Regions from separate parts of the Mus musculus genome. Here region 2 is linked to region 1. Evidence: chromatin contacts called from public Hi-C data. All regions are on one chromosome and are shown on one strand. The core of a region is the stretch at or near the end of the contact, and the rest is flanking DNA. Distances in the headings are between cores, read along the strand shown. Region 1 overlaps Vrtn (vertebrae development associated). Region 2 overlaps Arel1 (apoptosis resistant E3 ubiquitin protein ligase 1).

Evidence for each region. Hi-C and Micro-C count contacts between places; a contact is called where the count stands out from the background.
Region 2: a Hi-C map of bone marrow-derived macrophages shows a contact between it and region 1, with 20 read pairs. The contact joins two enhancer-like sites. A contact is called at or near these places in 2 of 39 promoter capture datasets (the 3T3-L1 cell line and the C10 cell line), 2 of 15 datasets of contacts at CTCF or cohesin (embryonic stem cells and pro-B cells), 2 of 484 Hi-C or Micro-C datasets (bone marrow-derived macrophages and ventricular fibroblasts), 1 of 115 datasets of contacts at active chromatin or transcription factors (neural tube) and 2 of 9 other capture datasets (embryonic stem cells and macrophages).

Annotation. Positions count from the first base shown.
Region 1 is chr12:84,649,547-84,656,967 of GRCm38.p6, forward strand. Vrtn (vertebrae development associated) reads left to right here. Exons shown (of 2, transcript NM_001033776.2): 2 at 1-1,909. The coding sequence ends at 1,154. Among named protein-coding and RNA genes, the nearest start is that of Vrtn, 10 kb to the left of the region's middle. Within about 2 kb of position 4,550, at least 2 of the 459 cell types and tissues checked have an H3K27ac peak or open chromatin away from gene starts, as enhancers often do. A contact at or near this core is called in bone marrow-derived macrophages, where this site is marked.
Region 2 is chr12:84,954,682-84,962,102 of GRCm38.p6, forward strand. All of the region lies in intron 1 of Arel1 (apoptosis resistant E3 ubiquitin protein ligase 1), which reads right to left. Among named protein-coding and RNA genes, the nearest start is that of Arel1, 12 kb to the right of the region's middle. Within about 2 kb of position 4,605, at least 13 of the 459 cell types and tissues checked have an H3K27ac peak or open chromatin away from gene starts, as enhancers often do. A contact at or near this core is called in bone marrow-derived macrophages, where this site is marked.

The sequences.
Region 1 (7,421 bases), core at 3,300-5,799:
CTGGTGCCAACTCGGCCCTGGGCCCGGCCACTCCATCCAGGGAGGCACTGGCTGTGCCGGAGGTGGAGAGGCCACCGGGGAAAAAGGCTGCTGAGGAGGTGGGGTGCTCCTCACTGGCAGCAGCGATGTTGAGCCCTCCTAGTATGATCTTAATGCAGCGTGCCAAGTCTTTCTTGGAGTATTGCATCTCTCTGAACAAACTGGTACCATATCGCTGCTTCAAATGCAGGTTCCCTGGCATCTCGAGGTCTACCTACTACAACTGGAGGCGGAAAGCCCTCAGAAGGACCCCCAGTTTCAAGTTGTCCCAAGCAGCTTTTGAAACTGCTGAGTCTCTCCAGCCAACAGATGTTGGGAAAGAGACCCCCTTCTCTTTGAAGAGAGAAGCGGGAGAGGAGGAGACAGGAAAAGCAGGAAGTGGGGCTCCTCTGACTTCCCGGGGGCTCATATCCCCAAAGATGCCCTTATCTCGTTGGCAGAGACGACTACGCAGGGCTGCCCGCAAGCAGGTGCTAAATGGGCACCTACCCTTCTGTCGCTTCCGCCTCCGCTATCCTAGTCTGTTACCTTCCACTTTTTGGGTATGGAAAAGTCTTTCCCGGAGATCGCCCGGGATGCAGATTCCCTCTTTGAGCCAGAGGAGGCAGAAGCCTCAGGGACGGCAGAAGCCCGAGGGACGGCAGAAGCCCGAGGAACAGCAGAAGCCCGAGGGACGGCAGAAGCCCGAGGGACGGCAGAAGCCAGTTGAACCACAGGCTATGGAAGCTGATCAGAATGTACCGGCTATGGTGGTTCCTCCAGCGGAGACACTGCCAGTGGCTACTTCTCCAGAAGATGTCCCAGGAGGGCCTTCCAGAGAGGGAAACATCATTCAAGAGGCAGCTATGACCCAGAGCCAACCCCATAGTGGATCGTTGCCAAGCCAGACTCTGGCGGAGGCACCCGGGGGCAGTGATGGGCAGGTGCTGGTGATGGACATGCTTACCACCACGAGGTTCAAGGCCCAGGCCAAGCTGTTCCTGCAGAAGCGGTTCCAGTCTAAGACTTTCCCCTCCTACAAGGAGTTCCAGGCGCTCTTCCCCCTCACTGCCCGCTCCACCTACTACATGTGGAAGCGGGCGCTCTATGAAGGTCTCACACTGATTGATGGCTGATGGGAGGGGAAGAAGGGGAGCCGAGCTGCCTCCTGACTAGGATGTCCTTTGCTCTGCCTTTTGTAACGTCTTGATGGAGGGGTGGGAATCAGCCGCTCGCTCTGACAAAAGCTACAGGAGGGCCAGTTGTCTCTTTGGTTGTTGGCTGGGTCATAGGTTTTTGTTGTGTTTCATTTTGCTTTTTCCATTAATTTGGGTTGGCAGGACCCCCTCCGCCCCTCGTCAGTGTTAAAGCTCTGTCATGATTGTGACATGGCTGCTTTCAGCTTTTCCTGGGCCCACAAGGAAAGTATCACAGCGTGACCATTATTTCCTGTCAGAATAAATATATGTGCCTTTTCTTTTTAAGGGTTGTATCTTTTTTTTCCCCCCCTCAAAGATGTCTTCCAAAGGAATATGGGGACTGAGCCTGAGGCAGCTGTGTGGCTGCTTCCTCAAACCCTCGGTGGAGAAGGACTGAGCTTCACAGAACACACGACAGTGATCTCTAAGCCAGGGAAGGCCCCTAGGCACTGGAGACCCCAAAGAGAGCTTCCTGCTTCCTCTGCTGGGGGCTGGGGGGGATCTCTTCAGGTCAGGCGTCTGCCAGCCTGGCTGCTCTTGGGGACCTGCTGAGCCGCCTCAGACGCCAAGGCACATTTTGGGCAAGGAGCTACAAGGTTACAAGGCTGGTGGGGAATTGATTTTTTTTTTTCATTGTCTAGCCACACAGTTGGAAACCCAAAGAAAATAAAGTGAAATTTTGTCCTCACACAGCCTGTGGCCTCCGGGATTTGTTTGGCTAAGATAGGACTGTGTTCTAGGCCTCCCTTTAGTTTAAGGGGCTTGGGAGAACATTTCTGTCTTCTGATAATACATGCTTGGGACCAGGGTTTACCTGGTGGGACTCTATTCTGAACTTACGGGTCTGGCTAGGCCCAGGTGCAGATAACGGCCGTTGTCTATTGAGATGAAGCATCAACGGGGGAGAGATGCGCTTAGGTCTGGTCTCCTGTCTTGGTTTCCTGTAGCCGACTTTTTTTTTTTTTTTTTTTTTTTTTTTTTTTAAGATTTATTTCATTTATATGAGTGCACTGTAGCTGTCTTTAGACACACCAGAAGAGGGCATCGGATGGTTGTGAGCCACCATGTGGTTGCTGGGAATTGGAACTCAGGACTTCTGGAAGAGCAGTCAGTGCTTTTAACCGCTGAGCCCTGTAGCCAACATTTTTATGGTCCCGAGTTCTGCCTTTTGCTTATCCCACGTCTATTCCATCACCAAGTCTGGTTGCCTAGGAGGTGCTGGGGGCATGGAATCCAGGGTCCTGTGTATACTGGTCACATGGTCCATCACTAAGTGACATTCCCAGGCCCCTTTAACTTTAGGTTGACCTTGGACTGCTGTCCCACCTCACAGCTCCCTCCTTGCCTCCTCCATTTGGCTCAGCCTCCAGCTGGATTTAGATGATATTGGACCCTGTCACTTTCCTGCTTTAAATGTGTCTGCGGCTGCCTTTTAATCACAGAGTCTCTTTCTTAAGGGCTGTGTGTGGCCGGGCATGGGAGAAAAAGGCAGGTGGATCTCTGAGTTCAAGATCAGCATGGTTTACAGAGTTCCCGGACAGCCAAGGCTGTTCAGAGAAACCCCTGTCTTGCAAAACGAAACAAAAGCAAAAGGGCCCTGTGAAGTGGCCCCACCTCACTCTCCCTCTGCTGTGCTTGCCCACCATGCTTCAGCCACATTGGCTGCCTCCGACCCTGAACGTCCCTTCTGCTCAGGAATTACACACACTTGCTACTTTGGTCTAAGACACCGTTCTTTCTCCCTCTTTGTTTAGTACTCTCATTTTCTTATCTTTCCCCTTTCCTTTTAAAATTAATTTTATACAGGGTCTCACTACACAGCTCTGGCTGGCCTGGAACTGTGTAGACCAGGTTGACATCTTTTGCTTACAGCACCCTTAGATGATAGATCTGCCTACTTCTGCCTTGGGGGTGCTGGATTAAAGTTATGCATCATTGTCTGGGCTCCGCCCCGCAGTTATCTGGCAACAGCCAGGCATGCCTGATTCACTATAAAAGGGGCTGCTTGGCCCCTCCTCTCTTGCTCCTGCTCTGTCCTCTAGCCCCTTACCAGCTCTCTAAGTTCCTCTCCCCCCTCCCCATTCACGTGCTCATGGCCAGCCTCTACTCCTCTCTCTCTGCCTTTCTCTGTCTCTACTACCCTCTCAACTCCCCTCCTCATGCCCTGAATAAACTCTATACTATCCCACCTTGTGGCTTGTCCCTTAGAGGGGAGGTTGCCTCAGCACTGGCCCACAGAGGCACCTCCTTCCCCAACACCTGACTGCACGTTCACCAAATGTACTCCTTTTCTTATGGTTTTATAAAACACAAAAGTCATGAAGCCTGACTTTCTCTGTGTCAGAGAAACCATCTTTGAGATGGGGTTTCTCTGTGTAGCTCTGGTAGTCCCGGAACTTGCTCTGTAGACCAGGCTGGTCTCAAACTCAGATCCAACTGTCTCTGCCACCAGAGTGCTGGGATCTAAGGTGTACGCCACCACTGCCTGGCTTCTCTCTCCTTTTGAACACAGGTTTTAGTGTGTAGCCCATGAACATAGGATGGTCATGCTTCAGCCTCCTGGGGGCTGGGATAACAGGTGTTCATTCCCATAGCCGATTCCAATGCTTTTCCCTGTTGTCTATGCAGCAAACATCGGACCTCTGAGTCCCTATTACGTTACCCTTTTGAATTCTCTAGTAGGTTCTTGTTTCTATTTGTTGCTTTCTTGTTTGGTTGCATGCAGACTGTTTGAAAAACAGGGTTTTTTTCTTTTTTTTCTTTTGCTTACAGCACCCTTAGATGATAGATTAATTTTAGGCACACAGTAGGTGCTGATATGGAAAAGAGAATGGGACGATGCTTTAATTCTGTCTTAGTGTTAAACCTGTGAGCTCCAGTTCTGCAAACCTAATCAACAGTGGTCTTAAATATTCCTCAAAGGCCAATATCCCCCTCTGTCTTCATAGCTACCCTGTAATCTGTGCCAACAGCAGCTTATCTTCGATAAGAATTATTCAAGTCGACTCTGCCTCTACTCAATCTATTGCTGCTTCTTGACAGGGTCCTGAGTCCTCTTCCCTGAATCGGATTCCCTGCTGGCTTTCCCATTGCCCTCAGCACAAATTCCAAAGTAGTGAGGCTCACCCAGTCTAGCTCCTACCTACCGCTGAGCTTCTCTCTGATTCTCATGTTGTACCCATCACACAGACCTTTCTTTCTCCTGTATGCTTCCCTCCCTTTCCATAGGGCTCACATGCTTATGCTCTGGTCTGGGGTCTCCGCTGCACCTGTAAGAATTTGGGTGAAGGAATCGGACTAGGGGATTTCAACCTAACTTGCAGTGGCAACTTCTGGCCAGCAGGTGGCAGTCCAGTACAATGAGAGACACTACCATTGGGTGGGAGCTAGGTTCCGATTCCTTTCCATTTGGGCCATGAGGGAGTCCCAGGGTCTCTCCTGAGAACTCTGACAGAAAGTACAGTTCCTTATACTCAGCACCAGAACATGCCTTCCTAGGCTGGGAAGCAGAGTCTCTTAGTGGGACCTAGCAACCATCCTGGGGGTTTGGATGAGCTCAATGGATAAACATTTGCCCACTATGGGTGATGCCCTGGGTTCAGTTTCTGGTACTGCAAAAACAAAATACATCTACAGACTACTGCCTAGGGGGAGGACGTGTCAGGAATGTGGATTCCAGGGTCTCATCCAGATAGCAATTCCCACCTTAGATATTCGTGTGCCTCCTTTTTCCCATGTGAAGGCAAGATCACGGTTGTGCCCATGGTGGTGTGGTGGGCACCCGTCTTCCCATAGTAAGGCTTAGGCGAGTGAGTGTGATGGTGGACCCTCGGTCTGATTTCTGCTTGAATGGAGGGTGGGCTAATACCTAAAGAGAGGCTTGTTCAGGGTTACTCTCCAGTAAAACATGTTCTATGCTCTGGTCCTGAGCTGGGAAGATGATGACATCCGAGATCACCATGAAGCCCTAAACCTGCAGCAGAAATTTTAGCTTCTGTTGGGGAAGATGTGTTCGTATCATTGAAAAATGATTGTGTGTGTGCATGTGTGTGCGTGGGTGTGGGTGTCCAGTGTTGTTGTTATTTAGAAGAGTTGTTTCCTTTATAATCTGCCTACAAAGGCCAAGGAACCTAAGTTGTGTTCATACTCGTCAATGATGCTTCATGCTGAGGTCTCACTATGTAGCTCTGCCTATCCTGGAACTTGCTCTGTATACCAGGCTGGCCTCGAACTCACAGAGATCCGCCTGCCTCTGCCTCCCTGAGTGCTGGGGTTAAAGGTGTAAAGGTGGGGGCCACCATGCCCAGTTTCATGCTGGTTTTGAAGTTGACACTTGTTGAAATTGTGTGTGTGTGTTTTTTTGTTTGTTTGTTTGTTTTCCCAAGACAGGGTTTCTCTGTATAGCCCTGGCTTTCCTGGAACTCACTCTGTAGACCAGGCTGGCCTCAAACTCAGAAATCCACCTGCCTCTGCCTCCCGAGTGCTGGGATTAAAGGTGTGCACCATCACCACCCGGCTTGTGTGTGTGTTTTAAAGAATTATTTATTTCATGTCTATGAGTACACTAGCGCTGTCTTCAGACACACCAGAAGAGGGCATATGGATCTCATTACAGGTGGTTGTGAGCCCCCATGTGGTTGCTGGGAATTGAACTCAGGACCTCTGGAAGAGTGGCCAGTGCTCTTAACCACTGAGCCATCTCTCCAGCCCTATTTGTGTTCTTTTGATGCCACTTTCTACCGTGGATACCTCTGGGAAGAAAGTCCAGCGCAGCAAGGTGTACCAAGAGGAAAACAATGTGGGAATTTAGTTTTATCCCCTTGGTGACATTCTGTGTGGCTCTAAGGGAAGGTTTTATTTTATTTAAATTTATTATTTTATGTGTTTGGGCATTTTTGTCTGCATGCGTGTTTGTGTACCACATGTGTGCCTGGTCCCTGCAGAGGCCAGAAGAGGGTGTGTATCCTCTTAGGCTAGAGTTCTAGACAGTTGTGAACCGTCATGAAATGTTGAGAAATGAAGCCTCATCCTTTGGCAAAGTAGCCCGTGCTCTTTTTCTTTGTTTCAAGACAGGGTTTCTCTGTGTAGTCCTTGCTCTCCTGGAACTTGCTCTTTACACCACCTGACCTTGAGCTCAGAGATCTGCCTGCCTCTGATTCCCAAGAGCTGGGATTAAATGTGCGCACCACCATTGCCTGGCTTAGCAGTGCTTTTAACTGTTGAGCCACTTCTCCAGTCACCCAGAGAGAATATTTTATTTTATTTTATTTTAATTTTTTGGTTTTTCGAGACAGGGTTTCTCTGTATAGCCCTGGCTGTCCTGGAACTCACTCTGTAGACCAGGCTGGCCTCGAACTCAGAAATCTGCCTGCCTCTGCCTCCCAAGTGCTGGGATTAAAGGCGTGCACCACCCCTGCCCGGCAGGACTATTTTAAATATAAAAGTTTTACTCTAGGAGGCTGGATGTGGTAGTGATGTACATCATGAACCCCAGCACTCCGGAGGCAGCGGCAGGGGGATCTGGGTTTGAGGCCAACCTTCAAGTTGTAGGCCAGTCAGAGCTATGTACTGAGGCCCTGTCTGAATTAACTCTCACCCTCGGTCATATGAAATGGCTCAGTAAGGGGACTTGCTGTTAAACTGGAGGGCCTGAGTCTGATCCCTGAGACCCAGCAGATGGATAGAACTGACTCCTGCAAGTTGTCTTCTGGTCTCTACATGCACACTGTGGCACACACCTACAAACACACTAACTAGTAAACAAACGATAGACAAGTGTAATCTTTAAAAAAATTAAAAACCAGGCTAAAGAAACATTAGTTTTCCCTTTTATTTCCGCAGTTCCCACTGAGGGAATCTCTCACTTTTTTTTTTTATGGAAATCATTTCGGCTATAGTGACACCTGATTTGATGCTGAATGTTCCTTGAGAATGAGCCGGGTGTGGTGGGATGTGACTGTAATCTCAGTCTATGGGAAGCTGAGGAGGAGGCCAGCCTGGGCTACAAAGACGAGGATACCCCATCTCAAAAAACAAGCAACAAACAAACAAAACCAAGAAAGCCTTTCTCGGGAGTTCGTTTCTATGGAGTACTCAAGTGCCCCTGGATTAATGGTGGTTCTCGGGCTCCCGGGTGAGTGAGGGGTCAGACTCAGGTCCTCCAGTCTAACAGCAAGTCCCCTTACTGAGCCACCGTCCTCCACC
Region 2 (7,421 bases), core at 3,355-5,854, 310 kb after region 1:
CATGTTTCAGTAACTCTAGTGAGCTTCAAGACTCAACCTAAGCATTGCTACCCGTTTCCAGCCCAGCTTCTCTATGGGCTTAACTTAAATGTTTCAGAAGCACTGCCTCAACTGTAGAGCAGGAAGCCCAGTGCTCCCCGTGTTCTAACAGCCTTACAGGGAACCCTTAGTGCTGCTGGCATCAGAGACTATACTTTCAGGTACAAGAGACTTAAAGCAAGAGTTGGTAAAATAATTTGTGGGTCAAATTTATCTGTTTGGTCTTGTTCTTTTTAAACACAAACAGAATAAAAATGTCCAAGTTCATTCGTTCATATACCCAATCTATACTCAGTTTTTGCATAAGGCAGAGCCAAGTAGTTGCAGTAGAGGTGTATGTATATATTATCTGAGGTGTTTGAGGCAAACAGTACATATACCTGGTTTTGAGACACGGCCTCTCTACATAGTCAAAAATTATTTTCTTCCCATTCTACTATACCTCTTCTAAAAACAAAAGCTAGAAAACTCAAAAAATTATGCAAAGGCTTCTCATTTCAATTCTTTTCCCTCTCCTACGGTTGGAGAACAGGCTTTCAATATGCAATACAGGCTAGCCTGAAACTCACCACCCTCCTGTCTCTGCTTCCCAATTGCTGGGCTTACACGTGTGTATAACCGTCCCTGGCTCTTATTTTAGCTCTTATGTAAAAGCTTCATGTCTGTATTCTTAGAACAACAAAGAATTTTATTTAATCATTTCCAAAGGCTAAGCAAGAGGATTTTTGTTATACAATATATCTGAAGAAGCAAATAAATTATTGTTCCAAAAATTATTTTAATAACATACTAATGACTTGGTCTGTTTTCAAAATGCTATTCATATATTTTAAAGATTTATTTAATTTATGTTTATGAGGGTTTGCCTGCAGGTATGTATGTATGTATGTGTGCACCTCATGTGTGCTTGGGGGAGATCAGAAGAGGGCATTGGATCCTCTGGGACTGGAATTATGAATGGTTGTAAACCACCGGCTGGGTACTGGGAATCAAACCCAGGTCCTCCACAAGAGCAGCACATGATCTTAACCACCAAGCCATCTTTCTAGTCTTTAAAATGCTATTCTAAGAAAACAAGAAAACACCCATGTGAAAGTTTACTTCCAGTGCATTTAGAGGTGGTAACAGCATGCAAGAATTCTGTTGTCACCTACTGGTTTCCACAAAACAAGATGGAATGTAAAAAAAAAAAAAAGAATGCAGTTCTCCAATGTATTCTCCAATGTTTAAAAGAAAACTCATTCAGCTGAGACAAGGTCCTTAGCGTAGAATGGTCTAACTACGAAGATGTCCACAACTGTTAGCTTACAATTATACTGTCTTAATTTTACTCTTGGATTTTTTTTCCCCATCCCAAACCACACCATAAAGAGCTGCTCTCGCCGGGCGTGGTGGCGCACTCCTTTAATCCCAGCACTCTGGAGGCAGAGGCGGGCGGATTTCTGGTTTGAGGCCAGCCTGGTCTACAAAGTGAGTTCCAGGACAGCCAGGGCTATACAGAGAAACCCTGTCTTGAAAAACAAAACAAAACAAACAAACAAACAAAAAAAAAACAAAACAAAAAACAAAACCAAAAAGCCAAGAGCTGCTCTCCCCCATCAAGTTTATATCCCTGAGATATTTACACAGTTGTGTACTTCTGCTGTCTTGGTTCCATTTATACTCTTTCCTCATTAGTCAGCCTCTCTGGTCCTTTAAGCATGCCTGTGGGTCTCCTGTGAACTCTTTCCAACTGGTCCCCAGCACTCTTGTAATGAGGTGCCTCCAACTGACTGCAGCCTTCCAGGAACAACCCAGTCAATCAGAATAAGATGAGCTCACCCTCCTCTGTCCCATGACATAATACTTCTGAGTGGGCAATCCCCCAAATCACAGAAAGCTGGTGTGCTGCCGTACTAGACTACAACCCCATTCCTTGCCTGTCAGACCTGGGCACTGGGGCATGCAGAAGACGCCAAAGCCCAGAGAACAGATGACGTGTTCTTGCAATATCTCTCTTACTAGAGGAAGTAAGCAGAGAGAAAAAATTATTTTCAAGTTAAATATGCAGACAAGAACAAAGAACACAAAGTTCCATGAGTTTCTAAAGCTAAAACATGGGCATGTTCAAACAGTCATACACATTTTATACTTAGGACCAAAAGGCTCCTTGGTTCTCTCCTGCCAGCTTCTGTCCTCTGCCAAAGGCCTTAAAGCTCTTGTTCATAAGAGTCTGAAAAGCACACACTTCTTCTGACCCACTACCACCTATCACACATTTAATCTTCTGACCTCAATTTGCTGCCCCAATCCCTAGAAAGCTACATTTTCCCTTTGGTTAGAATTATTTTCTAAAACTACAGGCAGTTCAACATGGAATTTTCCAACAGCCAACACCTTTGGTTTCTCTGCACGGCATACTCTTCATTGTATATTTCTTGAGCATCTGGTCTGACTACCTGATAAAAGCTGAAGTCCTGAGGCACAGGGATAAGTTAAAACAGCATTTGCCCCTCTTTTTGTTTCCTTTTCCTTTCTTTTCTTCTTCCTTTTTGTGTTGGGAGTCAAGCTCAAAGCCTTAAGCATTCTATACTCCTATCAGAGAGCTAATCTAGATGCTTACACATGGTCCTATCATAGAGATCATCTGGATACTACACATGGTCCTATCATAGAACTACCTCCCTGCCTTTGGTTTTTTTCTCAAGTGCCTTAACCATGAACTCAGACTGGCCTAAAACATGGTATGTTGTCCAAGCAAGACACAATACTTATCTGACAAATTCATAAATGCATATAGTGTATTTTGGTCATTTTCACCCCATACTACCCTCTCTCATCCCCCTCCCACTCCTGCTGAATCCCCGCTTCTTCCTAGCAAGAAAGCCCTTTCCCATGCCATGTCTTTCTGTTGCTGCTGACGTCTATACCCACTGAATTTAGTTAGGGCTGCTCACAGATGAACGCGATTCACTGTGGAAAGTGGACAATTACACATGCTAAGGACAGCGACAGAGAAGTGTGAAGGTCAGGCAGGACAGCGGTAACCTTGCCTTAAGAGCCAGCCAGTGTCTTCACAGTAGAGGCAGTAAGGCCAACTAACTAAGAATGAGTGTGAGGGGCCCGTGGTTAAGAGAGCTCGTTGCTATGTAGAGAGGATCTGAGCTTGGTTCCCAGCACCCAGTGGGGCGGCTCACAACTTCCTCCAGCTCCAGAGGCTCGGACTCCCTCTTCTGCCCTCTGTGGGAACTTGCATTTTCAAAGATATACAAATAATTAAAGAATAAGTAATTAATAAACATATTTTAAAATAAAATGCTTTTTAAAGAAAGAGCGAGTACTTGCAAAGGTGAGTGAGGGAGTCTGATAGCCTAGAGGCAGGTAAAAATACCATGCCAAAAAGGGGAGTGACGACAAATTTCAGCATCATAAAGCAAAGTATTTAGAAAGACCACCAGGGACAGAGTGACTGCTTCTAAGTACCGTCTCAGGAATGGAGAAGAGCAGGAGTTTGGTCTTGGACTAGTTACTTAGCCTGTCTTGGTTGTAGATGTAAAGTGGAGACATGGTGAGAAAAGAAGAGATCCAGCTGTTCTAGAAGAGCTGGTCCTGAACTACAGGGAAAGAAAGCTGAGAATGGAAATCCCAGACCCAGGTGGTCTTGTTCTAAAGGTCGCTGACTTGCCAAATATGACTGTGGCTTATGTCAGGCCATAGCAGCTCCAGTAAGAGAGGAAGGTGGCTATACTCTCCCCAAGAGATTAGCTGGTTTTCTAGAGCGATCTCATGTGGAAACAATCATAGCAACCATCCAAAATACTGATGTTCTGGGGCTCTCTCAAGGACAATGACAGTAACAAGAGTATGCTGCTGAGAATTGACTGTGGGACAAGTCTTTCGTCTGCATTACATCATTCAACCCTCAGGTCAACCACATCTAGTATATGATCTATTAGGTTAGGAAACAGAGGCACAGAGAGCTGAAATACATTGATAAAGCCACCTATTTGATAGCTGAGAGAGCCAGACAATTTGATTTGAGAGCCTATGATATTAACCAGGAATTCTGATGTAATAAAAGAAGCCCTTCCTCCCTGGCCAGCCAGAGGAGTAGTTGGGAGATAGGTAGAATGAAAGCTCAAATTATATATTTGATTTGAAAATTTAAAGAACTATTACTTCATTTTAGATTTTAAGCAACAAAAAAAAAATATTTTTTAAGTTATTATTTTTTTTAACCAAAGGAGAAAGAGGCTAACTGATTTTAGCAGTCATGGTGGCAGTGCCAGCTGTCCCTGCAAGTCAGGAGGCTGATGTGGGTGGGCTCAAGTCTGAGGTCACCCTGACCTGTGGAGCAGGATCCTGTATTCAGGATCCTGAACAAACAAACAAATAAAGGGAAGTGCTGAAGAGCTTCCTGTCACATGGTCACACATTCCAAACTATAAGCTGTAAGCCAGTAAAACTTACAATCTTAGGAGAAACCTAGACTTGGGAGAGAATGACAGCACCAACTCTGAGGAGAGGTCATATGCAGGAAGAAAGCAGGCAATGGTGACACAGACTTGTAGTTTCAACTATCGTGGAGGCTGAGCTGAAAGGGCATTTAAGATTAGGAAATTGAGGGACCCTGTCTCAAAAGGAGGATGTTATAAGGTAGGGGTGGTTGCTGGAGAGATGACTCAGGGGAGCACTGGCTGCTCTCACAGAGGACCTGGGTTCAGTTCCTAGCATGCACATAGTGGCTCATAACTGTCTCTAATGTCAGTTCCAAGGGATCAATCAGATGTCTTCTCGTGACCTCCATGGATACCAGGTGTGAGCATGATGCACTTACATCCATGCCACCAAATACTCTTACACAGAAAAGTAACTATGGTTTTGTTGTTGTTGTTGTTTTTTAAGTATATGGGGAAGCAGGCACAAGAAGCAATGGCAGGGAATAACTGGGGGAGGGAAAAAACTGTAAAAGTAACTTACTGTGGGTCAAAAGAAGATATTATTTAAGCAGTCATTTAAGCAGTAAACATTGTGAGACCCATGAAAGATTTATGCCAGAGGGTGGGGGCAGGAACTCAAAAATCAAAGTTATTTTCTAGAGTTTTCCTGTTCTAACCTAACAACTTCAAATACACTTTACACCCTACAATCCCTGTTGTTTGTTTTGAGAGAAGGTCTCTCTATATAACCCTGGCTGTCTTGGGAACTATGAAGACCAGGCAGGCCTTAAACTCAGTGACCCTCCCGACTCTGCCTCAAAGGGCACCAGCACACCTGCTCTATCTCTTGTTAAAAATAAGGCTCTTAAGGCATGGCTGGAGAGATGATTCAGCCTTAAGGGCAGCACTTTTCCAGAGGAGCCAGGTTTAATTCCCAGTGCCCACATGATAGCTCACAGCCATCTGTAACTCCAATTCAAGTGTGTCTGACACACCTTCTGATTTCACATACCCCAGGCACACATTTGATACACATACATATATGCAGGTAAAAGTCATACATAAAAAACTAAAGTTCTTAACATAAAAAACATACCAAAAGTATACTACAGGGCTGCAGAGATGGCGCTGCCATGTCAGTTGATCTGCTGCTCTCGTATGCATACACATACATAACACACCTGTGTACTCGTGTGCACATAGCCGAACATGCATAAATAAAAATAAATCTTTTTAAAAAAAAAAAAAGGAACACTAGTCTAAATTTGACTCAATTTAATGACCAGTAAGCTCTTTGCAATTCAATCCAGGGATGGATATTTCAAAATCATGTGTCTCAAAGAAATTCAGACCTAACCCTGACTCTAATTGGAATCTAATCCTATAAAAATCACTGTACCTCACTGAAATTTTAAAATTTATTTTACAGATTTATTTTGTGTATATGAGTGTTTTGCCTCATGTTGTGCCTGTGCACTGTGTGTATGCCTGATGACTGCAGAGGGCAGAAGGAAGCATCAGACCCACTGGAATAGGAGGAGTTACAGACAGTTGTGAGCTGCCATGTGGGTGCTGGGAACTGAAACCAGGTCGGCCCTCTGAGAGCAGCAAGAGCTCTCAGCCAGTGAGCCATCTCTCCAGCTGCAAGCATAGCAGTTAGACTTGTTCATGCTGTTGCTTACGTCAGTAAGGAGTTTGTTCATGAGTGCTGGGTAGTAGTCCCTTCTAATGACAGAGTAGAGGCTGCTTATCCATCACCAGATGGACACTTAGATGATGTCCAGCTTAGTGCTATTATGGATAAAGTCACAATGACCCTTCAGGAGTGAGTTTCTGTGTGCACACATTTGTATTCTCTGAAGTAAATGCAGGCGTGGAACTGCTAGTTCACAGGAGAAGCATATTTCCAACTTACAAGAAACGACCCAGCTGCTTCCCCAGGCAGCTGTATTACTTTACATTTAGAGCAGCACATGAGTCCGGTCGCTCTACCTCCACCAACCTTGGTACTGTCAGGGGTCCAGATTTTACTCATGCTCATAGCTGATCCTCCCCTTACCCACAAGCTTCGTTATGGAGCACTGACTGGCCTCTAATGCACAGAGATCTGCTTGCTTCTGTCTTCCACATGCTGGAATTAAAGGCTTGTGCCACCACATCGAACCACGTTCGGACGGCTAAGAGTTCTGAGCATCTTGTCAGGTATGTATTAGCTATTATTTAGCTTCTTTGATAAAATGTCTATTCAAACATGTTGTCTTCTTCCTACTGAGCTCTAGGTCTTTATAGACTCTAAATGGAAGCCCTTGGCTTGCCTCTTGAGATCTTGTTTTTAAACTTGTATGAATATTTGTGTGTGTGTGATACCTGTAAAAGCCAGAACAAAGTGTCAGATTCCATGAATCTGGAGTTCCCAGCAGTTGTGAGCTATTCAACATGGGTGCTGGGAACTGAACTCAGGTCCCCTGGAAAAGCAGAAAATGTTCATAACTCGAAGCCATCTCTCTAGCTCTCCTTTTCAATTTTTAATGGAAATTAAGAATTTCTACAAAGTAACCATTTCAAATTCTGATGGAACCCAACATTTACTTTTATAGTTTATATTTCTTTTTATTTTTAAATTGTGTGTGTGTGTGTGTGTGTGTGTGTGTGTGCGCATGCGCAGCACCTAAGCCGGGTTTCCTCAGGTCCCCTGCCGTGAAGTTACAGGTGTGACGCGCCTGACAAGGTAGTGGGACGGGACCTGCAAGAACAGTAAGTGCTCTTAACCACCGAGTCATTTATGCAGCTCTGTCCTGGGTTCTATAGTTTTAAAGTCTTTGCCGATCTCAAGATCACAAAGACTTTTTCCTGCTTTCTTCTAAAGTTTATCTAAAAGTTTCATAAGGAAAAAAACCTCTTGTCAAAAATTTTAACAAGATTTTATTAAAACCCTGCACTCCACTTATCTCATAATTACTCAGT